Linked DNA regions of Zea mays: regions 2 and 3 are each linked to region 1. The links are chromatin contacts, called in public Hi-C maps. All regions are on one chromosome and are shown on one strand. Each heading gives the region's core, a stretch centred on a gene start, on an enhancer-like site or on the middle of the called end of the contact. The rest is flanking DNA. Distances are from core to core; before and after follow the strand shown.

Region 1 (3,652 bases), core at 855-3,354:
ACCATCAATATTATTGATCATTGGGAGTATGAGTTTTTGGACGGTTTCTATTTCTGTATTGGTAGATATAAATTTTTTTTATCCGAAGCCAAGATCTTCATTTGCTGGTCGTTGCTGCTGCAACCAGCAAAGCAACCTAGGACCAGTTTCTTGCTTTCTTATGGAAATGAGAAATGATAACTTGTCCAGAGACCAGAGGAGGTAGGAGACTTGCACATCACCCAGGCTCAGGAGCACAAGGGACACGCTCCGCTTCAGTCTCATTTCCAGAACGTCTCCATGATTTTATTTTATTTTACCACGTTTGCCGTTTCGTTACACATGGCGCGTGTGTTTTTAAACAACAGTAGCACATGCGTCCAAGTTGTATCTGCCTAGAATTGCCGACTGTTAACATGAGACAGACAGTGAGCATAACCACGCTTTAGGCTGTAGCAACGTAGAACAGAGAGGCATCCGCTGACCATTCCATGAAAAAGAAAAAGAAAGAATCATGGAGCGAGGTAGTGGCATGGCCATTGACCTGTGGATCTCCTTCTCTCACACGCACACACCATGTGGCAGCAACGGTTTGTGTGCAATCACTGACCCACTACTTCACCAGTATTATATATATTATATGAACTTGGACACACTGTTATAATCAGTAAAAAAAAGAAAAAAAAGAAAGAGGAAAGGACGAACAGATGCAAGGCCAGCAAGGGCAACAATCGTGAAAGAGAGAATCTAACAGCTAGTACATGGAATCACTTCTACGTAATATTTTACTGGAAAAAAACATAGGTTGACACTGAAAATTCAGGCTACACCTTGGTCAGGGGATTTTACTTTTGACTGGAACTAGCCGCTCGTTTCCACTCGCAGGCAGAGTATCCAGCGTCAGCGGTCAAGCAAACACGGTATGATCTACAGTTAGATCCTGGTGGCACCGAAAGGGAAAGACGAAAGAGGCGGACCGGGCTGCCAGCGCAGAAGCCGACCAAATTTCTTGCTTTCTTACGGAAGGCAGCCACGCCAAGCTCGGCGTCGCCAGGCAGCCTCCGGACTCATCGCGGGCTAATCAAGCAGCCGACTGAGACTAGTCTTGATCAAGGACGGAATTTTACTGTGCTGTTTCACTCTCACCGAGTAGGTAAGATATAAATTACTTGTGCCTTGTGCTATGTACACCAAGATGAAAAAGAGAAGAAAAAAACAACCACAACCAAAGATGCATGCGTCTTGTGCTATGTACGTATGTATCGTACGGCGGCGAGGCTGGATCGATCGGGTCGGGAGGTCGCCTAGGCCTAGCTACCGCCGGCCGAAGGAGTTGCGGTTCTTCTCGATGAAGTCGTCGAAGCGGCGGTTCATCTCCTCCGCGCCGACCGACGGGTCCCGGGTTCTCGGCGGTTGGTGGTGGTGGTGCTGGTGCTGGTGCTGCGCGGGAGCAGGAGCAGCGGGAGCGGGGCGCGTCCTCCGCATGATGGCGTTCCACGTGGCGTCGAGGTCGTGGTCGGCGTCGCCGTCAAGCGAGGGCTCCCGCTCCCGCTCCAGGAGGGCGGAGGAGGAGGCGTCCTCGTCGGACTCCGTGGTGACGCAGGACTCGCTGCCGCCGCCGCCGGAGCCCGTGGGGGAGAACTCGGCCTGCAGATCCTCGCAGTCCTCCTCCTGCTTGGCCTTGGCCTTGACGGGCGGCACCGGCACCTCCGCGGCGCGGGCGTGGGCAGCGGGCGATGGCGGCGCGCCGGGCTGATGGTGGACGTGGACGTGGCTGTGGTCGGAGGACAGCTTCCAGATGACGAGGATGATGAGGTGCACGGTGACGAAGAGGTAGGGCGGGACGAGGCAGAGGCGCGCGGCGGCCCAGACGCGCGGGAGCACGGCGCCGGCCGCGGACGCGAGGCGCGGGACTGCGAGGCGCGCCAGGGACGCGGCCGCGGCCAGCGCCAGGGCCGCCTTCACCGCGAGCACCGTCGTGGCGGGCTGCATGCCCCTGTGGCCGTGTGGCATGGTGGGTGCTGGCAGGCGAAAGGAGGCGGCCGGACGAGCGCGAGCTGAGCTGGTAGCCTGGTAGTGTTGGCGGCGTGAGCGACGGGCAGGAGAGGACGCGGTGGACACGGGCCGAGAGCGGAGGTGAGGTGGAGCGGCTATTTATTGGGCGAAGAAGGGGAGGCCAAGATTGCGCTCTTGAGAGTCATAGGATTGTGACAGTCACGTACGTATACTCCTACATTTTCCACCATTTTTTTTTTGAAGTACCAGAAAATCAGAAATGCTACGATTCCAGGCCACTGCGAAGGCAATGGGAACTAGGAAAGGGACGGATCCGATCCGATCCGATCAAACCCGGCTGGACCTGGACCTCCGCATCTGCTCCGGGCAACCAACCATTCGTTCCAGCTCGCGCTGCCTTTTGCCTTTTGGGCAGTCCGTCTGGATAAATACGATTGGTCCCCCCATCCCCGGACCCGTCGGCTTAAGAAATGTCCGGGGCCTGACGACGACGCAGGCGCAGGTGCTCCGGTTCCTCGATCTGCCTGCGTTTTTTGGCCACTTCCAGCAGCAGGTCAACTCCTTGGGGGTCATGCATTTCCCAGATCGATCGATGACGAGCCACCTGCTCGATCCAGATCAGCCCAACAGTGTTGCCAGGCAGAGCATGCTACTCGTACAATAGTAAGTATAGTATACTACGAGTTAGTAGTACAAGTAGTACCGACTAATCACTCAGAGAAATGGTTACTTCGGTTAGCAGGGACGCAGGTGCGTTTGTGCCACAGCGGCGACAGTCTGGGGGTGCGCGTGCGCGGCGCAGATTTTGTTGCCTTCCATCCAGACCCATCCTGCCGCTCCACGTCACCTGGCCCTCCTCGCGGCGGATCAGGATCACCGCTCACACACAGGCGGACCCGTGCGGTACAGTACATGCAGCTCCAGCAGTAGTGCTCTCTTTCGTCCTCTCTCTCTATGCAAGTGCAACTTGTCGGGCCGAGGAAATGTTTCGTCGCACGCAGGAGTGCGATCCATACGCCGCCTGAACTACGCCGCCATACCGCCGAGGGCAACCCTCACTGCCGTCGCCGTCACGCACGTCTCCTCCCCTCCCTTGCCCTGCCGGCCTGCCTGCCAGACATCGACGGCCGGCCGCTGCTGCTGCCTGTCGCCCATCTGCCCGACTGCGACCTGCGTGGCGCGCGTTCGTTCAGCTGAAGATGGCCATTTACGTGTTCTACCAGGCCCGTTTTCAGACGAAGACGTAACCAGAATCAAGTAAGAGGCGACCGACACTCCCACAGAGAGAGACCCATCACGAAGCAGCGGGGAGAGCGGCCCAGGCTCCTCCATCACGTCATCTGGACGGCCGAAAAAGGCCATGGAAAGTTCGTCCAAAAAGGGGGCGGTGGGGAGCTCGATGAGCAGCGGGGCAGGTGCTCCCATTCCCACACGTGAACCCCAGGAAAAGAAGAACCAAAAGCTCATGTACGCGCGCGTGATACAGCCGCTCATTACTCAACTCACCCCCAGCAAAGTTTCAACCCGGTATTTCTTTTCAAGTACCGGTCAAATGGAATTGGCAAGCATCGTGCCCACACACAAAAAAAAAGTTGCTTGCTTCTCATCAAAATCACATGAACTTTAACGGAACGGTTATTCAGACCTTCTCAGCGAT
Region 2 (3,652 bases), core at 408-2,907, 250 kb before region 1:
CTTGCAAACATACTAGAAATCATCACAACAAGAATCAAGCGTTTCTTTTCTGTCTGAAGAACATTGAGCTGTGCAATTAATCAATGAGATGTTTCAGAATTAATACCAAAAATATCCCAAAATGTGTTTGGGCAGTTGAACATGGAGACGAAGATCACAAATTCGCACCTGAGATTTGGACCATGACAGATCAAGAACATCAGCGGCATGCCCCAGAAGCGAGCAAACTGGCTTGTCTCTGAAACCAAACACACACTCAGGAACGACCAGATGATCAGACCCTACAGACTTCCGATTGCTCTGCTTCCTCAGCCTTCTCTTCTTATCCATGTCAGCGCAGGTGAATGACAATGCAGCGATCTCCGGTGAATCATTCCCAAGAAACGTGAGAAACGGGCTGCAGCCACCACCATTCTCCTTTGCCAGCGAACCTTCCCCGAGCAACTCACCCTTTCTGTCTCCCTCAGACACCTCCCAAACATGGATCACACGATCCTCTCCAGCAGTGGCAAGGTATCGTCCATCCAGGCTGAAGTTGATGCACCACACGGAGCCCGAGTGGGCAGCCAATTCCTGCGTCATGAACAGCCCGGTGAGCTCCTTGCACGCCTTCCCGTACTGTCGCACCTGGACCCTCCTTACATCGCGCGAGCCGGCGCCATCGAGGCTGTCATCGGTGGCAGAGCTGAGGCGCCGCGCCTCCCTCTCCTTCTTCTCCTTCTCCTTCTCCTTGTCCCCATCGTCGGCGCCGCGCCTCCCGTACGCGACGGTGCCCGCCAGCTGCCTGATGCCCCGCAGCCACCCGCCCCCGGGCTTCCTCCGGGGCTTGCTGGCCGCGGGCGCGGCGTGATTGGAGGCGGACGCGGACGCCGCGGTGGTGGTCCGCTTCATGAGCTCGTGCACGATCGGGGAGCGGCCAACGCAGAGCTCGAACTCCTCGAAGGTGAGGTGGCGGCCGGTGCCCACCTCCCGCACCACCTCCTCCTCGTGCACCTCCCCGACCTCGAACTCCGTGCCGTCGTCCAGGTTCCGGATCCGGCATTGCTGCTCCCCGCCGCTGGAGCTGGGGTTCCGCGTCAGCGGGGGGCTCCCGAGCCCGGCGCCGGATCTGGGCTCCTCCGGGGGCGCCGGTGGCGACGCCGGGGTAGACGCGGGAGGCGACGGCGAGCGGCGAGGCGGCGGGTCGGAGGCGAGGCCCAGGCGCTGGAGCAGGAGGCGGCGGCGCTCCTCCACGGAGGTTGGCTCGGAGATCCAGACGTCGTACGCGGAGGACAGCGGCTGGTGCTGGTGCTGGTGCTGGTGGAGGAGGTGGTGGCGCCTGCTGCGGCGGCGGCGGTGGTCGGCGTCGTCGTCGGAGGCGGAGGCGGAGGAGCAGGAGGAGGAGAGGATCCGATCCAGCGACTCGTAGAACTCGTCCTCCTGCTCCGCCTCCCCCTCGCCCGCCGGTTCCCGCAGGCCCCGCGCCCGCGCCGCCTCCGGCATTGCCGTCGCTCCGGCACCGGCACCCACCCAAGGCGCGCGCGGGCCGGGGCTGTGGTCTGTCGGCGGCGAGCAGACCAGAGCGGTGGGGCGCGCCCAAACGGCGAGCGGATTTATACGCGAGGTTTGTTGGTTTCGTGTCGTTGTTACAGCTTCCGCTCGGCTTGTGCCTTGTTTGTTACTGCTGCTGCGACTGCGATGCGTGCGGCGGGGCGTCGTCACTCTGCTCCTTCGGTTCGGACTCCAGCTGGGAAAGGAGGGTGCCGAGCCAGCACCGACGGACTACGGTGGTCCAGCCGCGACGAGGTAGAAGTGGGAGTGGAACGTGGAACGGAACTATGGAGGTGGGTGCTGAGCACGCACGGCGCCATTTGGCCTGTCGCGAACGGGCTGCTCGGCAGTCGGCACGTCGAAGCGTACCAGGTGCTGATCTACTGGGGCCGAGGATCTAATGGGACCGACGATGACGGGTGGGGCCCGAGACAAATATCTCTCCCTGGAATAGTGGTTTTCGTACAAGGAGTCTCTCGTACAACAAGCCCCACTAACTGGCTGTTTTATATGAACCAGCCAACCAGCAAGCAAAATGTGTTGCACAAGAAGATCATGTGCTATGCTATTCTCATATATCACCATTCTATGTGAACTTTTGGTTATAGTGGTTTGGTTTGGGATAGAATCAAACTGATCTAAACTTTGGTTAGACATTTTGTTTGTTTGTTTATAATAGCCAACTATATTAAGATCAACTGCAGGATACACATACACAGGCAAAATCAGGGAGGATGGCTTCTATTGATTCTTGTACTACATCTCGTTCTTGAGGCTGGAGATGCGTTCAAAAGTGAGTATTTGCAGTGAACAAAAAGGCTCGAGTAAAATCACAATAAAAATGCTTATCGGAATCTAGCTTATCATAAAAAATTGCATTTTTTGTTGATGTATCTAGGATACCTCCCGCACGTTCTGTCGTAGAGACTGACGAAGGAGACGCTAGGCATTGGCCCTGTTTGGTGCAGCTGCTGCTTGTTGAAAAAGCAGCTTATCTGATAAGCTGGTGAAAAGCAGCTTCTGCTTGTTGGCTGCTTTTAGTGTATTTTGAGAAGCAGCTGAACTGATAAGCTGCTGCAGAAGCTAGCTGTTTGGCAGAACTTCTGCTTAAATTTGTGAAGAAGCTGAAAATAAGTTGTGCCAAACAGGGCCATTAACCGAGGCAGATGTTTGTGTGAGAGAGATTGAACATACTATATAGGTGAGTGTGCTGACTATGTATTTAGCATCTTATAGTTTCTCTTGCGGAGCATGTCCCTTGGTAAATACATAAACATAAACCACATATAGTATGTCCGGTGTATGTCTCTTGCGGAGCATGTCTCTTGCGGAGTATCATAATACTATGTTTGCGGAGCATCTTATAGGTGACTGTCCGGTGTGCACCGGACATGTCCGGTGCGCCAACGGCTCTCTGGCTACCAACGGTCGGCTTCGCCGTACAAGAAAAGAAATCGGGCACCGGACACTGTCCGGTGTGCACCGGACTGTCCGGTGCGCCAGTCGACAGAAGGCAAGATCAGCCTTCCTAGAATGCTCTCAACGGCTCCTAGCTGCCTTGGGGCTATAAAAGGGACCCCTAGGCGCATGGAGGAGTACACCAAGCATTCCTACAACATTTCTAAGCACCAAGACCTCGATTCCGCGCATTCGTTTCATTGTGATAGCATATAGAGCTCTAGTGGAGTTGTGAACTCATTGAGTTGTGTTGCGAGCTCTTGTTGTGACTTGTGTGCGTGTTGATACTCTGATTCTTGTGTCTTGTGTGCGTTGCTAATCCTCCCTTACTCTGTGCTTCTTTGTGAATTTCAAGTGTAAGGGCGAGAGGCTCCAAGTTGTGGAGATTCCTCGCAAACGGGATTGAGAAAAGCAAGCAAAACACTGTGGTATTCAAGTGGGTCTTTGGACCGCTTGAGAGGGGTTGATTGCAACCCTCGTCCGTTGGGACGCCACAACGTGGAGTAGGCAAGCGTTGGTCTTGGCCGAACCACGGGATAACCACCGTGCCATCTCTGTGATTGATCTCTTGTTGGTTATTGTGTTTTGTTTAAGACTCCTCTCTAGCCACTTGGCAATTATTGTGATAACACTTAACCAAGTTTTTGTGGCTTAAGTTTTAAGT
Region 3 (3,652 bases), core at 391-2,890, 160 kb before region 1:
TATATGAAAGACCATTACTAGACTACTTGATGCGATTTTTATTTATTGTAGGAGGGAGCGCTGCAATTTATGCTTCATTGAATTGGAGAATGCCAAAAATAAGCTTCCATCTCTTACAAGGTATTTTTCAATCTGAATATTATACCTTCTTATAGAGATTTCTACCTCTGACCTGTATTAGCAGTCTACTTAACATACTATATCGTACATGGTTTAGTTGAGTGAGTTATTCATAGCCATTTTGAGACCATACTTCTCTAAACTTAGTCTGTGGCTTTGGTTTCAGTTCGTAGAATTTACGTTTCTGCAATACTCATATCTTGTTCTTTTCTGTTTAATCTCAACAGAAGAAAAGGGGCAGTTGCAAATGCTGCACAAGAGCTTGCGCTCGTCTTCCAGGAAATCATGAGCTGACTGACGACATACTAGACACACAGAATTAGATGGGACGTTCTTCCCTCTGCTGGCACCGAGATTGGATATCAGCTGCCCATGGAGCGCTAAGAGCTACTCAGTCTTAGCGCCGTCATCAAGCTCCAAGGCCACAGCAGCGGTGAAGGGCATTTTGCTGCTGCTATTCCCGCAGTCTGTACACATGCTAACACATAATCCGTGTCATTTGTGAAGAGAAGCTGCTGCCATGGACAATGGACTTCAGCCACAATATTATGTGGATGTCGTTTCATGGGCTGCCGGCGATGCTACAGGTCCCGATCGAATGATGATCAGCAGATGGGAACTCGTAGTTCCTTGCTGTCTGCAGCACCTTTCTCATGTACCGTTAGCATGTGCGTGTTTGTGGTTGGGTTGGGTTGTTTGGCCGATTTACTGATCATTGGCGAATGAAGTGAGCCATGTACATCATTTTGAAGAATTAATATCTTTTCTTCTTCTGAGTACCTCCCTTTGTCATGCACTGCATTGAGTGAAAATGATATCATGTGGTGTTGCCTTGAACTGGTTTCGGTGAGTTTCCATTTTCCCTGATCTGGCAAAAATCTACGTGTTTGTACTGTTGTTAGGCAGGCAGCTGGTAGTGTGGCATGTTAAACAACAGTACCTTACACAAACCATTATGCAGACAAAAACCAAATGGCACCCTAGACCAGAGGCATGCATGCAAGAAGTACCCGTCCTTATTCCAATCATCTTGGCAATTGCATCACAGAAACTAGCTTCCTCGTCGGCGGGTCCTAGCAGGTAGGGACACAGGACTTGGTGCACTTGGCGGCGCACTTGCTGTGCGCCGAGAGCGTGCAGGCCTTGCCGCAGAGCACCTTCTTCTTGTGGCACTCCTCCTTGGTGAGGCAGCTCCTGCCCTGCTTCTCGCCCTCCTTGCTGCTCCCCTCCTCCTTGGCGTGCTCGCCGCCGCCCGACGAGCTCTGGTCGTCGCCCTGCGTGGCCACGCCGCCGCTCGGCCACGCCTCCATCGGCTGCGCCCGCGAGACCTTGTTGCCCGCCCAGGTGGACGCCACCCTCGCGCCCTCCGCGACCAGCAGGCCCTCCTCCTCGAGGCGCACCTCGTGCAGCAACGCCGGCGCGATGGCGCCGCTGGCTGTCGCGGCGACCGCGAGAAGGACCGACACGGCGAGGTAGCAGGAGCGAGACATCATCGCTGCAGCTAGCTAGCGTTTTGGCTGCTTTTGAGCTGTGAGTGGCATTCGCTTCCAGTCCCTGCGTGTTTTTATAGTGCTCTAGTATAGTACGTTCGTGAGCAACCGAGCAGCAAGCAACAGGGGCGTGTCTCAACTACTGGTTTGGGTGAGAGGCGCCAGCTACGTGCTCGTAACCGAGCGAGCATACATGCACCATTTTTGTTTTCTTCTCTTGCACCATTTTCATCCAAAAGACCCGAATGGGGGTATATCAGACGGATTGAAATCACAAATATGAGGTCAGCTACCAGATACCAATCTTCTATCTGGCGGAGGACATAATAATAATTAAGTATGACTCAAGAAGGATAAAAAAGAAAAAAAAATATGATGCAACATGTAGGACAAGAACTTGAAACCTACCACTACACCAAACATGTTTTTAGGTATGACTCTAGCCATAGTAAACCATAATGGGTGCTTCACCACTGTCTATCTTATATATCACCTATTTTGAAAACACGGTACATGATGAAAAAAAGGGACAATGATGACTTCAATTGAACTTTAAGCAAACAAACCTTCGCAGGTACAGTGCATGTCGGAGGTAAGCCGAGTGACACCTAATTCTATGAACAAAAGGGGCAATAGTAGTTGGAATGATTGAGAGCACCTAGAGGGGGTGAATAGGTGATCCTGCGAAACTTAAACTTATAGCCACAAAAACTTGTTAAGTGTTAGCACAATAATTGCCAAGTGGCTAGAGAGGAGTCTCAACAAAACACAATACCACAAGAGATCAAACACAGAGGTGACACAGTGGTTTATCCCGTGGTTCGGCCAAGACCAACGCTTGCCTACTCCACGTTGTGGCGTCCCAACGGACGAGGGTTGCAATCAACCCCTCTCAAGCAGTCCAAAGACCAACTTGAATACCACAGTGTTTTGCTTTTCCTTTCAATATCCCGTTTGCGAGGAATCTCCACAACTTGGAGTCTCTCGCCCTTACACTTGAGATTCACAAAGAAATACGGAGTAAGGGAGGGAAGCAACACACACAAATCCACAGCAAAATGCGCACACACACGGCCAAGAATCGAGCTCAAAAGACTATCTCAAAGTTCTCACTAGAATGGAGCTCGAATCACTGAGAATGACAAACGAATGCGCAAAGAATGAGTGTGGATGATCAAGAATGCTCTAAGGTTGCTTGGTGTACTCCTCCATGCGCCTAGGGGTCCCTTTTATAGCCCCAAGGCAGCTAGGAGCCGTTGAGAGCAAATCTGGAAGGCCTTTCTTGCCTTCTGTCGTCGGGTGCACCGGACAGTCCGGTGCACACCGGATACTGTCCGGTGCCTGATTTCCTTCCTTAACTGGCGCTGCCGACCGTTGGGCGCCAGAGAGCCGTTGGCGCACCGGACATGTCCGGTGCACACCGGACAGTCCGGTGCCCCCTTCTGACCGTTGGCTCGGCCACGTGTCGCGAGCGGATTCCGCGGCCGACCGTTTGCCCGGCCGACCGTTGGCTCACCGGACAGTCTGGTGCACACCGGACAGTCCGGTGAATTTTAGCCGTACGCCGTCGGCGAATTCCCGAGAGCGGCCACTTCGCGCCGAGGCAGCCTGGCGCACCGGACAGTGTCCGGTGCACCACCGGACAGTCCGGTGCCCCAGACCGAAACAGCCTTTTGGCTGTACACAGCCAACTCTTCTCTTTTCTTCTTCTTTCTGTTTCTAATACTTAGACAAGTATATTAGTACACAAAACCAATGTACTAAGACTTAGAAACATATCTTTGCTCTTGTTTTGCACTTTGTCCATCCATAAGCATGAATTCACATTTAAACACTTGTGTTGGCACTCAATCACCAAAATACTTAGAAATGGCCCAATGGCACATTTCCCTTTCAATCTCCCCCTTTTTGGTGATTTATGCCAACACAACATAAAGCAACTAGAATAAGTGCAAAATCACTTCGAATAAAACTCAAATTTATTTTGATTCATTTTTGGCATATATGGATCATCCTTTGCCACCACTTGGTTTGTTTTTGCA

Evidence for each region. A called contact is a pair of places that touch in the nucleus more often than the background predicts.
Region 2: a contact with region 1 is called in a Hi-C map of leaf, with 2.2 times the contacts expected there. The contact joins the promoter of LOC100193671 here to the promoter of LOC100275470 in region 1. A contact is called at or near these places in 4 of 25 Hi-C or Micro-C datasets (ear, leaf and tassel).
Region 3: a Hi-C map of leaf shows a contact between it and region 1, with 4 times the contacts expected there. The contact joins the promoter of LOC100303965 here to the promoter of LOC100275470 in region 1. A contact is called at or near these places in 2 of 25 Hi-C or Micro-C datasets (endosperm and leaf).

The regions. Positions count from the first base shown.
Region 1 is chr10:150,375,315-150,378,966 of Zm-B73-REFERENCE-NAM-5.0, reverse strand. LOC100275470 reads right to left here and starts at 2,104. Exons shown (of 1, transcript NM_001149535.2): 1 at 1,105-2,104. The coding sequence starts at 1,992. The coding sequence ends at 1,294. LOC100285695 (dihydroorotate dehydrogenase) reads right to left here. Exons shown (of 11, transcript NM_001158586.1): 11 at 3,466-3,652. It overlaps LOC100273602, which reads left to right. Exons shown (of 10, transcript NM_001148018.1): 10 at 1-28.
Region 2 is chr10:150,624,025-150,627,676 of Zm-B73-REFERENCE-NAM-5.0, reverse strand. LOC100193671 reads right to left here and starts at 1,657. Exons shown (of 8, transcript NM_001358857.1): 1 at 643-1,657; 2 at 169-573. The coding sequence starts at 1,482.
Region 3 is chr10:150,534,070-150,537,721 of Zm-B73-REFERENCE-NAM-5.0, reverse strand. It overlaps LOC100303965 (OSJNBa0064G10.17-like protein), which reads right to left and starts at 1,640. Exons shown (of 1, transcript NM_001165516.2): 1 at 859-1,640. The coding sequence starts at 1,613. The coding sequence ends at 1,194. LOC103642198 (katanin p80 WD40 repeat-containing subunit B1 homolog) reads left to right here. Exons shown (of 18, transcript XM_008665508.3): 17 at 52-120; 18 at 348-957. The coding sequence ends at 414.